Linked DNA regions of Sus scrofa: region 1 is linked to region 2. The links are chromatin contacts, called in public Hi-C maps. All regions are on one chromosome and are shown on one strand. The core of a region is the stretch at or near the end of the contact, and the rest is flanking DNA. Distances in the headings are between cores, read along the strand shown.

Evidence for each region. Hi-C and Micro-C count contacts between places; a contact is called where the count stands out from the background.
Region 1: a contact with region 2 is called in a Hi-C map of skeletal muscle, with 2.9 times the contacts expected there. The contact joins the promoter of PBX1 here to the enhancer-like site in region 2. A contact is called at or near these places in 2 of 5 promoter capture datasets (fetal liver and skeletal muscle) and 7 of 47 Hi-C or Micro-C datasets (embryonic fibroblasts, fetal skeletal muscle, fibroblasts and 3 more).

What each region holds. Positions count from the first base shown.
Region 1 is chr4:86,165,973-86,171,642 of Sscrofa11.1, forward strand. PBX1 (pre-B-cell leukemia transcription factor 1) reads right to left here and starts at 4,302. Exons shown (of 9, transcript XM_005655372.3): 1 at 3,340-4,302; 2 at 124-197. The coding sequence starts at 3,530.
Region 2 is chr4:85,942,446-85,948,372 of Sscrofa11.1, forward strand. The region is part of intron 2 of PBX1 (pre-B-cell leukemia transcription factor 1); the gene reads right to left. Among named protein-coding and RNA genes, the nearest start is that of PBX1, 220 kb to the right of the region's middle. Within about 2 kb of position 4,281, at least 28 of the 83 cell types and tissues checked have an H3K27ac peak or open chromatin away from gene starts, as enhancers often do. A contact at or near this core is called in embryonic fibroblasts, omental adipose tissue and skeletal muscle, where this site is marked.

The DNA of each region.
Region 1 (5,670 bases), core at 3,052-5,551, 220 kb after region 2:
GCGATCAATTTTGAGTGTACTTCCATTCTGAAATTTTAATATTTCAATAATGGGTCAGTGATTGCTGGTTAAGTGAGTCAACTGGCCAAAGAAAATGCTTAAATGTTGGAATCTCATTCCTACCTGTTTTTTCTTTGATTTCACACAAGACATTAAACAAGGCAGGCTTCATTCTGTGGCAGTTTAAAGCATGTTTTCTGCAAGAAAGAAACAACAACATAATAGCTTAGGTGGACTTTCAAGATCAAACTGCTGATAATGCAGAGGGGGGAAAAATTTGAACATTTAGCCAAAATTATATACCAAGTATAACTCTGTGGCATGCTTCAACTGTTTTATGACTTAATATACAGGGTCCCACCATCGAAAAAGAAATAATGTTAATTAGCAGGGAGAGAGTAGGGATTTAACTACAGAACAGAACTAACCTCAATTGTGCCCATTTAGGAAGAGTTTTGGCTTTTTGTTTTTTTGTCTTTTTCATAACTAGTGTAATCAAAGTGGAATTCTTAACACCAATAATCCTATCCAGGGCAATGAATACGGCAAAGCCAAACGCATGGGTTAACAGTTTTGTATAATCTATGCAACCACCACAGCCTAGGAGCTGTCTGCTTCTCGGTCTGTGTGTGTGTTTTCAAATTTAATTCATCCATGTGTTCGAATTCATTCCGCAGATGCCCCTGTATTCTCATAAACACAAGATGCTTGAAAGGTCTTCTGAGTAGAACTGTCAATTTATAAAATTTCAGTCCCCAAGTTAAAGAGTATGGAAATGCATTGCCAGGGGGCAAACATACCCATATGGGGAATAAATTCATTTCTCTGTGTTCACATTATGCCTCTTGTGCACACACTGCTTATTTGCAGGTGTTGAAATTCAATTATTTACAATTAGGACCTTGCACCCAATGGGGAAAAAATAAATACAATTCTGCCTTTAAGATTAGTGATTTACCTGGTTCTTATGTGTATTTGTATTCAGAATGCACTTGAGGAACAAAACAATACCTTTTCCTTCATTTTACTCTGGAAGCACTTAGCAGAAGATGTTGTTTTGGAAACAAAATGCTGATCATATCAGCTATTAGTTAAGGGAATTCTGTTTACTAACTAAAATTAATGTGTAAAGATAAATGGAAACCTCTGGCACTCAAGACACATGCAATTGTTTTTAAACCCCTTTGAAAGTTAAAAAATAGACACACGTTCTCAGGAACAGAAACCAGAAGCATACTCTGTATACTGTACAGCAAAGGAGTAATAAGCTCAAAATTCTAGAGTCTCAAAATAAACATACTCATTGTGTCTAAACTATTAATGGCTCACTATGAGATAATAAATGTACATTATGAAGATGTGACCAAGAAAAGGAAAAACCTGGTCAAAGTATTTGATGAGTTACATTGTTAAACCAAAAAGAAAAGCTTAGTGTTTAGTTCTCATGAGGGGTGAGAAAAAAGGTAAAAAAGACTTCAATGTATCAAGACATCTTTCTAGGCCTTTTAAGAGTTTTCATTAATTGTTTTCTTATATAAAAGACTAAGTGCAAAAACAAATAACAACAACAAAAAATCCACAGGGCTTTACAGAAATATTGCATTGCCACAGAACATTAATGGGGCTATAGAAGGAGAAGAGAAAATTTCCCTACACCAAAATTGTGTCTGATCTCTCTCAACATCTAGGCCATTAAGGGGGAACCCGCCAAGCCAAGGCTGTCCCCAGTTGTACAAAAAGGAACAGGGACTAAACATTAGAAAAGTGGTGACTTTCCAGTCTTACAGCCCCTTCGGCTGTACAAACTTGTTATTAAAGCAGTTTATTGGTATGTCTGAGTTTATTTTTCTGGAACAATGTAATGGAGAAATCTGTTCCAAATCCAAAAGAGATTGCCAGTGGGAAATCTTCCACTTACCATACCTATTAGCTTTTCTCCAGATAATAAAATTCAAAAAGAGCACCAATTAATTTTTGAAAACTTTCCCCTCTTTAAAAAAAATTGAGAATAGTTCCAGTCTTTGAACCTTTCCAAGTTTTCCAGCACCTATAAACCTCAAGACTTTTGAGTTTACATGTTGCATGTGCTTACAGCTAAAATAAGAGTGTAATTCATAACATCCATGCTTTTTACTGCTTCTTCTCATTTTCTCAACTCAAATTCCTATTTAACAAAGCTGGGTAATTGTAATGACATATGTGGTCATTAGATTTTTAAAAATTCTTCCTCTCCAGATCGACCTCAGGCAAGCAGTTAGTGGGTTGCCATTTAGTTCATGTTTTATTTTGAAAGAGAATTTACTGTAAAATCCTACAGGGGAGAACTATATACCTGGCAGTGGATTAAGTTGAGAAGCTACACAGCTTCTTTATTATGTTTCCTTAATGAAGATCTTTCTGTCCTATAGGATTGAAATACAGAAAATGCACACTTGCCTTCATTTCTATTTTAGTGGCATCTAAGTGGTCCTGAAAGCATGGGAAAAAGAGCATGCTGGATTTTCTCCCCCCACCTCTTTTTAAAGGACCATACCACGGAAGGTTAGTAAACCGACTCAAATTAAGAGACAATAAAGTTACACTACATATCTAAGCCTCCTAAACCTAACAAATATGTTTAGAAGCAAAATTTTCTCTTCTTTACATCAGCTTTTTCTGAAACGGAATTAAATGAATGTAAAATATTTTCTGGAGGACTGACAACTACTGACAAAGAATTACCCTGCTTTTTCTTTTCTTTTTTTTTTTTTTTTTGTTTTTAATAGGGAGAGAAAGGGGGAAAGAAAAAATAATTTTGGAGGAGTACGTCAAGAAAGAAAATTCAAAGTCTCTGATTTAGGTAAGGAGTCAACTAAATTTGCAAATAAAGTGTTCTTGGGACATTTTATTTTGTAATGTTACGGAGTCCCTCAACAAGAAGGCATGGAATGCTCTTCAAAACTTGACAATTCTGCTCTCTCTGGATACTTTTTTAAAGCAGTAAAAAGTGCCGAGGGCCGCTTTTGGATCAGTTGCCAGTATTTTTTGGCGTGCTTGAGTGTTTGTATGGCTATATAGGAATACCTCTATATTCACACACACACACACACATACATACATACACTATATATATAAATATATATATATATATATACACACATCACGGCATGGGAGATTACACTTTCGATAACAACGCTCCTCCAATTTTTACTCCTCCGCCATACAGTTGCTCGTCAAAATGGGCAAAGAAATAACATTTAAAAAGAAAGCGCTGTGGTGATTCGGTTCCCATTGTTTCCCCCAGCGAGAGGGAGAAAAACAAAAAACCCCAAGAAAGGAAAAGAAAAGCCTCCATCTCACCTGGCCTGCGCCTCATCCAAACTCTGGTCTGTGATGGTCATAATTTGCTGTAAAATGTCTCCAATGTCCTGCTTCCTCCCGCCCTCCCCCTCGGTCCCTCCGGCCCCATCCTGCAAGTGCTGGGACAGGCCGGGGTGTCCGGCCATCCCGACCCCAGCATGGGAATGCATCAGCCTGGGCTGCTCGTCCATCTCCAAAGGCAACGGCAGCCCCCGGCTCTTCCTCTTCTGCTCCTCGGCTCGGCTCCTGGGAAGCACCAAGGCTTTTTATCCTTCAAGCTGTCTTCAGATCCTTTTCAGGATAAACAGGGAACGGGAAAAAAGAAGACCAAAAGAAAAAAAAATCCCTTTGCCTCTTTAGAGGATGGTGGGAGGATGGGGAGTGGGGAGGGGGAGGGGGGCGTGAAGGGGTTGCGGGGTGAGGGTGGGGATAAGGGCTGGTGGGGAAGGGTGTTGACTCCAAAAAGCAAGAAAAATAAACCACCTTCCCACTTGACGAAAAGAAATCAGAGCTGGCTTTTGGTTTTTCAGTCCGGTCTCCTTTGCAAGGCAGAAATGGGCTCCAGGCGCTTAAATCTGTGGCTTAATCCTTTTGCAAATATGCATTGATCGGGAGAAAGGAGAGGAAGGCAGGGGGATTGCAATGCAAACTTTCCCCCCCACCCCCCGCTGCCCCCCACCCCCACTCCGGGCCAGAGTGATCTCAAAGGGGGTGGGCTGTTGCAAAAGCCAGATCTCCCCCAGCCGCGGCGGCAGGCAGAGCACAGGCTCTCTCCTCCTCCGTGTCTCTGCAAACTCCAGCAGCCCCGTCAGCCTCCTGCTTTTGTTTAGCTCAGGCTCAGGACTCCAGAAACATACACAGAAAAACCACAGCCTGAGAGGAGGAGGAGGAGGAGAAGGAGGAGGACGAGAAGGAGGAGAGGGGAGGGGGCAGAGGAAAGAGGGGAGGGGGCGGGGAAGCCGTGAGGCGGGGGAGGGAAGGAGGGAGGAGGGCACCATGAGCCCCGCCCCCTCTTTCTGATTGGTCATCAGAGAAAAGACGGTCCCCACCTCCCCCTACTTTCCTCCCTGCGCCTCCTCCTCGGCCTCCTTCGGCTCCTCCTCGCCCGGCGGCCTGTCAATCAGAGTTCAGAGGTGGGCCGGGAAGGAGGCCGAGCTAATACCAAGTCTCCAGTCCTTAAAGGTGCAATGATACCGTAGCACCAGCTCAATTAGTTGGTGCCCACTTTTCTTGCTTGTCTCACTTAGAGTCCGTCCTTGAGGAAAACGTGGCTCCACTTAAATGCAAACGTATAAAATTAATGGGAAAGAACGCTGACGGTGTGGATCTCCCCCTCCTACCCACGTTTTTCTTTTGCTGTAACCTTGCCGTTTAAAACTTGATCCTTTTAAGTCGTTAGACCTCAGGGAAACTTGAGAGCGAAAGTCTGTCAGCACGAAGTTCTTAGGAAACACAACTGAACTGTTAATATAATGTTCAATAACATATAATAAATAGCAAATATAAAAATAGATTTTAAAAAAACACAACAGAGTTCAAAGTAATGTTGAACTGTGACATTTTTGTTGCATGCAAGCTAAATTATGGATATGAAACAATAATACTGAGGGAGAAAAGATTAATAAATAAGTTCACCGAAACTAATTCAACATCTCTCTCTTTTCCCCCTGGGGGAAATTAGTTATTTGGCTTAAATACTTAATAAAGAAATGCATTATCATAGTCTGGTTCTAGTTTTTAATATAGTTTAATAAGCATTATTAACTGAGATAAGAAGTGAACTGACATTTATTGAATGCCTACTATGCACCAAGTAATTTACATAAGTTATTTTATTTAATCCCTAAGACATCTGTGAGAGTTATGGATTATTAGTTCCATTTAACAGAGAAGGAACTTGAAAAGGTTAAATAACTTCTTCAAGGTCCTACAGTTATTAAGTGTCAAGGAAGGGATGCCTCCATCTAATAGAAATGTATAAAAATTAGTTATGTGTGTACTGCCCATCTTGTTTGAAAAAGAGACTCACTATGCTTAAAATGATACATATTCAAACAAATTAACTCAACTTGATAATAAAGAATGAAAAAATAAAATAAATAAGGGGAATACCTAATAAGAGACTCGTAGCTAAAGTTCAATACTGAAGTGCCAAGTAGACCGTAAATTTGCTTCCAATCTTTCCATCAGGCAATGTGAGGGAGGAAATCTGACTGGGTACATAGTTACAATGGCTGCAAGATAAAAGAACAGATGAATTATTTTGGAAAAGCCAAGTATAGCGTTTTGGAATATGAAATATTCTACTGTGTAGATAGTTCTCTTCCTGGA
Region 2 (5,927 bases), core at 3,031-5,530:
AACAGGCCTCTTTTCCTAACGTGGAGGAGGATTAGCAGGCTTGAATTACAGCCGTGAAGTGTAATCAAGCTCTGATCGACACTGGCAAAGGATACTGTATATTCCTGCAGGGCCCCGGGTTGTTGGCGCAATGTGGTGTACCTACGGGGGTCGGACAGGACATGCTGGCGATGGTAATTACTCGGAGATAGCAACTGAGAAACGGGGGACAGCAAGTCTCAAGGGAGAAAAATGAGATTAGAGCCGATACCTGCATCTTCCCTCTACCCCTTCCAGTCTTTGGAACGTCTTAAAAGTTACTGCATTTGAACTGATTTTGCAGGTCCATTAAAAATATAACATCCCTCTAAATCATAACCAATGGTAAACGCCTCCCTCACCTGGTCACAGAAGCCACTTCAGCAGTGTCTGTGGCACGGAGCCCTCTGTCTCGAAACACAGGGAGGGCTATGGTGTGGCACTGGGCAATTTACTGGACCCGGGGGGGGCGGGGGGCACGGCGGATGCAGGACTTGCAAAGGAATTTGTGCTGGGGCTCAGAAATCCAAGATAATAATTTAAGTACCCCGTCCTAACACTGAAGATGCCAAACCAGCCCAAACCAGGTAGGAGCTGCCTTTTCTATCTCTCCCGCCACGGAGACGTCTCATCACACTTGAGAGTCTAGCATTGAATGACAAGCTTGAGAAAAGGACATCTTTCTATCGTCAGTTCCATGAGAGGAGACAAAAAAATTCTGAATTTTTTTTTAAGCTTCCCAAAGGACCCTGGACCTTACTTAAAAAGGAAAACATTTTCCTTTAAGTTTATTTTCTTTTGCTCTGCCATTTCTTTGTGAAGAACTTTTCTTAACATCGTCTTCACAGCAGCCTGCTATGGAAAGCAGTGCCACAAGCCAGAGCCTTCTCTTGGAAAGAATAAAGAAGTACAGCCCCCTGTGAAATTTCTCCTCTATTTTTCCATCTACTCTTTTCTCCTATTCAAGTTTCTTAAAGATCAAAGGATCCAAAGTGGACATAACATTTTAGGAAACTGACTCCAAGAGCATGAAGGATACTAGAAAAATCACTCCTGGCTCTCCTGAGTTCTTGACCTCCTTTTCAAGGTTGGATCCAGGGCACTAACACTGCGAAAGTGCTGCTCACCTGCGCCAGGTCCCCTGGCTCCTCCCCGCAAAAGGTTTGCTTCTCTCTAGTCCAATCTTGCCTCAACTAATAATTCTTTCCAGTATTTGCTTTTCAAAGCTTTTCCAACCCCTGATTATTTCCAATACACTTAGCAGGTGTCTCACGGCTACATCATGAATGCTTTCCAGAGATGACGCACAGGTGAGGAAGGAGCCAGGACCAGCAAACTGGGGGGTGGGGGGGGTGCGCAGTGAAAGGTTGTAAAAGATGTGCATGGACCACCTGCCTGCCAGGCCCATCCTATTCCTCACCATCCTTCTCCCTTAAGACACACCCCGCAAAGCATTCTCCATACTTAATCACAGCGTGGAAACACCCGCAGCAGAGATCTTTAACTCCATTGGTCTCTGATAGGGAATTTTGAAGCCCAAACTGTCAGACTCAGCAACAATCGATAAGTGCATAAAAAAAACATTTAAAACAAGTGAACAGACTACAGAATAACTGCCAGTACACATGAGAGACACACGTCAGCATCGTCTGTAAGTGAATGATGGGCTGGGTGGGTCCCCCCAGTTCCATCGATCAGGGTGCAAACCATCCTCTGAGAGACGATAAGAGACAACATGGTTTCAAGGGCAGTGTGTGGTAACTGTATTTAAGAGCTAGACCAGGGAAAAAAAAGAGCTCTATCTGATGAGTAGCATGTGCTAAAGATCCCCCAAGAGCTTAACATTCATTCCAAGTTACGACCAAAATAATTCTAGGATTCAAAATTATGCTGCTGACACAAAGGCTGAGAACCACAGCTCTTAGTGGGACAAAGCCACCCAAGGCAAGAAGCAACCAAGCTTTATCAAGAATATCTTTAAGGGAATCATCCCACACTGTTGGTAGGAATGTAAATTGGTATAACCACTGTGAAAAACGGTATGGAGTTTCCTTAGAAAACTAAAAATAGAACTACTATATGATCCAGCAATTCCACTCCTGGCCCATGTATGTATCTGTACAAAACTGCAATTCAAAAAGATGTATGTTCACAGAAGCACAATTCACAATAGCCAAGACATGGAAACAACCTAAATGAACCTAAATGTCTATCAACAGATGAATGCGTTAAGAAGACGTGATTACACACACACACACACTACTCAGCCATAAAAAAAGAAATAATGCCATTTGCAGCAATGTGGATACAACCAGAGATTCTCATACTAAATGAAATTAAGTCAGAAAGAGAAAGACAAATACAATCTGATATCACTTACATGTGGAATCTAAAATATGGCACAAATGAACCTTCTATAGAACAGAAACAGACTCATAGACATGGAGATCAGACTTGTGGTTGCCAAGGGGGTGGGGGGGGTGGATGGGGAGTTTGGGGTTATAGATGCAAACTATTACATCTAGAATGGATAAGCAATGAGGTCCTGCTATACAGCACAGGGAACTATATATCCAATCACTTATGATAAAACATGATGGAAGATAATATGAGAAAAAGAATGTGTATCTGTGTGTGTGTATGTATGTGTGTGATTGAGTCACTTTGCTGTACAGCAGAAATTAGCACAACATTGTAAATCAACTATACTTGAATTTTTAAAAAATTAAAAAAAAAAAAAAGAATATCTTCAGTGATGAGTTTAGCTGACCTGACTTGACATTCGTTTTGATAGCCAAGGAACACTTAGGGCTGAGCCCAGAGACTTGGATGTGGTCAAATCCGAGAAATCAGACTCCTGGAGTACAAAATGCCTTTCCGGGTCTGAGTGGGCAGGCACCTCCCTCTCTAACCAGTCCCACCACTTATCTTGAGCCTGGTGTGCTCTCAGTGCTGAGTATTGCTAGCTGGGCTCAGACTTCTAGCCAGTCCCAGGAGTCATTCTGGGGCCCTCCAACTGGCCTTTCAAACTCATTCGAATATCTCCAAATAATGTGCAGGGCTGAAAAAAACTACTGCCCCACCATGCCAGTGCTCTTGACGAGTAGGGTGGGCGGGGCTGTTCAGGGGCCATACTCCAAGCCACAATCCAGTTTCTTTTCTTTTCCTTTTTTTTTCTTTTCTTTTTTTGCTTTCTAGGGCTGCACCTGCGGCATATGGGGGTTCCCAGGCTAGGGGTTGAATTGGAGCTACAGCTGCCGGCCCACACCACAGCCACAGCAATGTGGGATCCGAGCCTAGTCTGCGACCTACACCACAGCTCACAGCAACGCCAGATAATTAACCTACTGAGTGAGGCCAGGGATCGAACCCGCAACCTCATGGTTCCTAGTCAGATTTGTTTCCACTGCACCACGACGGGAACTCCAACATCCAGTTTCTTTTACAGCTTTCCAAATAAGTCTTTGCACCTGAGAGGGTTAGCATTATCCACAAAATGGGCCAATGCCTTTCCCTTCCAGACCTGGTGTGAGTTTTATCAACACACTCTGCAAATCCCTCTCAAATCTCCTTTCCCAGCTGACATCTTATACGGCCCCATCAACAAGCCTACTGTCACAGCGGCTTGTCAGAGTGGGTAACGGTGTTGCCTCTTTGGCTAGGATTTTAAATGTCTGAAAGGATTTTAAACCATATGCTCTTTTAAAAACAGATTTTTTAAAAAATTTAAAAAAAAATGCATTGCTGAACCCCGAGGGTCTTATGGCAAAGAATTTTGGTAGAGGAAATCTGTTATAAATTACAGGCTGTGGCGGAAAGTGTTGCAGAATTAGAAGGTGTTGCTGCTACAGGCATCTTTCTGTTGAGTTTCCTATCTGTAGCTCAAATGAATCTTGCAGTAAGACCTCTGGGTTAGCGCCCTGGGCCAGAGTGAGGCGGTGGGGGGCAGGGGTCAAGAACAAGGGTGATTAGACAGACACGTTACTTGAATGTCTGAGATCAGTGGGGTTTTTCCCTTATTCCTGGGGTAGGGCCCAAACTTGAAATCAGCCCTACCTTGCCCAACACAGATCTCGGGTTTCTACATTCCATTCTCCTTCCCTCGGGCTTGCCCAGCCCCCCTTCCGGCCTGGGGGCCTGAGTAGGTCTCAGGCAGACAGATCTGGGTGGGGGGGGCAGATGGGTAATTTTTCCTTTCAGCTTTAATGGCTGCTATTAACAATAAGTTGCCCTGCCCTAGTGATGGCTCAACTTTCAGCTTTTTCTCTGATTGCCTATGAGTAACACTGTGTCACATGAGCTGTGTTTAACAGAGGTGTAATAAATGCCAAAGAAGAAATATTACCCAAAATAAAAAATAGTTTGTCCCCGCGTGGCCAGGATCGCATGACTCACAACAATGTTCATTTCAGCTTCCAGTATAATTTCCATTTGCATTCTTTTTTTTTTTTTTTAAGGGTCTCTGGGGGCTTTAAAAAAGCTGTTTAAGAGAAAAGGCAGAAAGACTGCAGCGATTGTCAGGTTTGGGGAGTTCTGTGCTCCAGAAAACAAACCCTGCCTACAGACCAGACAGGAGACAGAGGGACAGACCAGAGAGCCCTATGGACACAGGGAACAAGAGACAGGCAGGCAAGAAAGCTAATGATCGATCGTCTGCCTTTGGTGAAAGGCAGCCTGCCCTCCTTGGTGTGGTTCAGAACATGGGCTTTGGCTACTAGGAGACAGAGATGGAGGAAGGGAAGGCTGGACACCCCCGCCTGTGAACATACACAAACACACACTCACACCCCTTAGGCCAAGAAAGATATCAAGTTCTCATTTAGTTGCAGGAAAACTCCGATCTCCTTTTGATAATAAGCAAAAAATACTTCTATGCTTTTCAAATAGTAGCTGGTCGGAGCTATTCCAATCCTGAAGAAAACAAGCAATAAACTGTGAAATCCCCTGGAGGTCCCTTGGTGGAAGACGTGGGCAGGAAGTATTCTAAATCCTCAAGGTTTTCAGGGAGAGGGAAGATGAAGGTGGAGGGAGGGGTGGAGGGGGGCTCAGAGGAGGCCTGGGGGTGAAGTGTGGCCCTCCTGCCAAAGCTGGGATCTCAAGGCAACAGGATCAAGAGGTACCTACTTTTTCACTGGCCTTGCCTTCGAAAGGGATCAGCCAAACAGGCACACAGTCTGGAAGGAGGGGATGTCTGGGCGCCACTGGCACTAGCCAGAGCTCTCCTCACGTCCGTCCCTGCATATCTCTCATGTCTGTGGGATAAACTCAGGGTACATCTGAGTAAGGAAACTTGAACTTAGGGATGTCAGTAGTGGAACTTGACTTCAGAAAGGCACTGTGCACAGAGAGTTTCTTTCTATCTTTCTTTTTTTGCTTTTTAGGGCCACACCTGCAGCATATGGAAGTTCCCAGAATAGTGGTCAATCGGAGCTGCAGCTGCTGGGCTACGCCACAGCCACAGCAATGCCAGATCCGGACCATGTCTGTGACCTACACTGCAGCTCATGGCAACACTGAATCCTTAAAACACTGAGCGAGGCCAGGGATCGAACCCACATCCTCATGGATACTAGTCTTATTTGTTTCCGCTGAGCCACAACAGAAATTCTGCACAGAGAGTTTCTGAGCAAGCAGTGTGAACTGGTAGAGGTGGTGATGGGCTCCAGAGGTGATGGCAGGAAACAGAGATGGGCAAGTAGGATAGCTGCCTGGCCATACCTTACAGAAGGCCCTGGCGGGCGGTGCATTCACAGAGATGCAGAAAGGCCACAGGCATCGTCTACAAGACGTCCAGGCAGCAAAGCCTGGCAGAGAAAAGAAAAGAATGGCTCCAGCCTGCCTTGGTCACTCAGGAGAGGGCATGTCCACCAACAGGAGCAACAGGAGGTAACAGGAGCACAGGAGGTAAT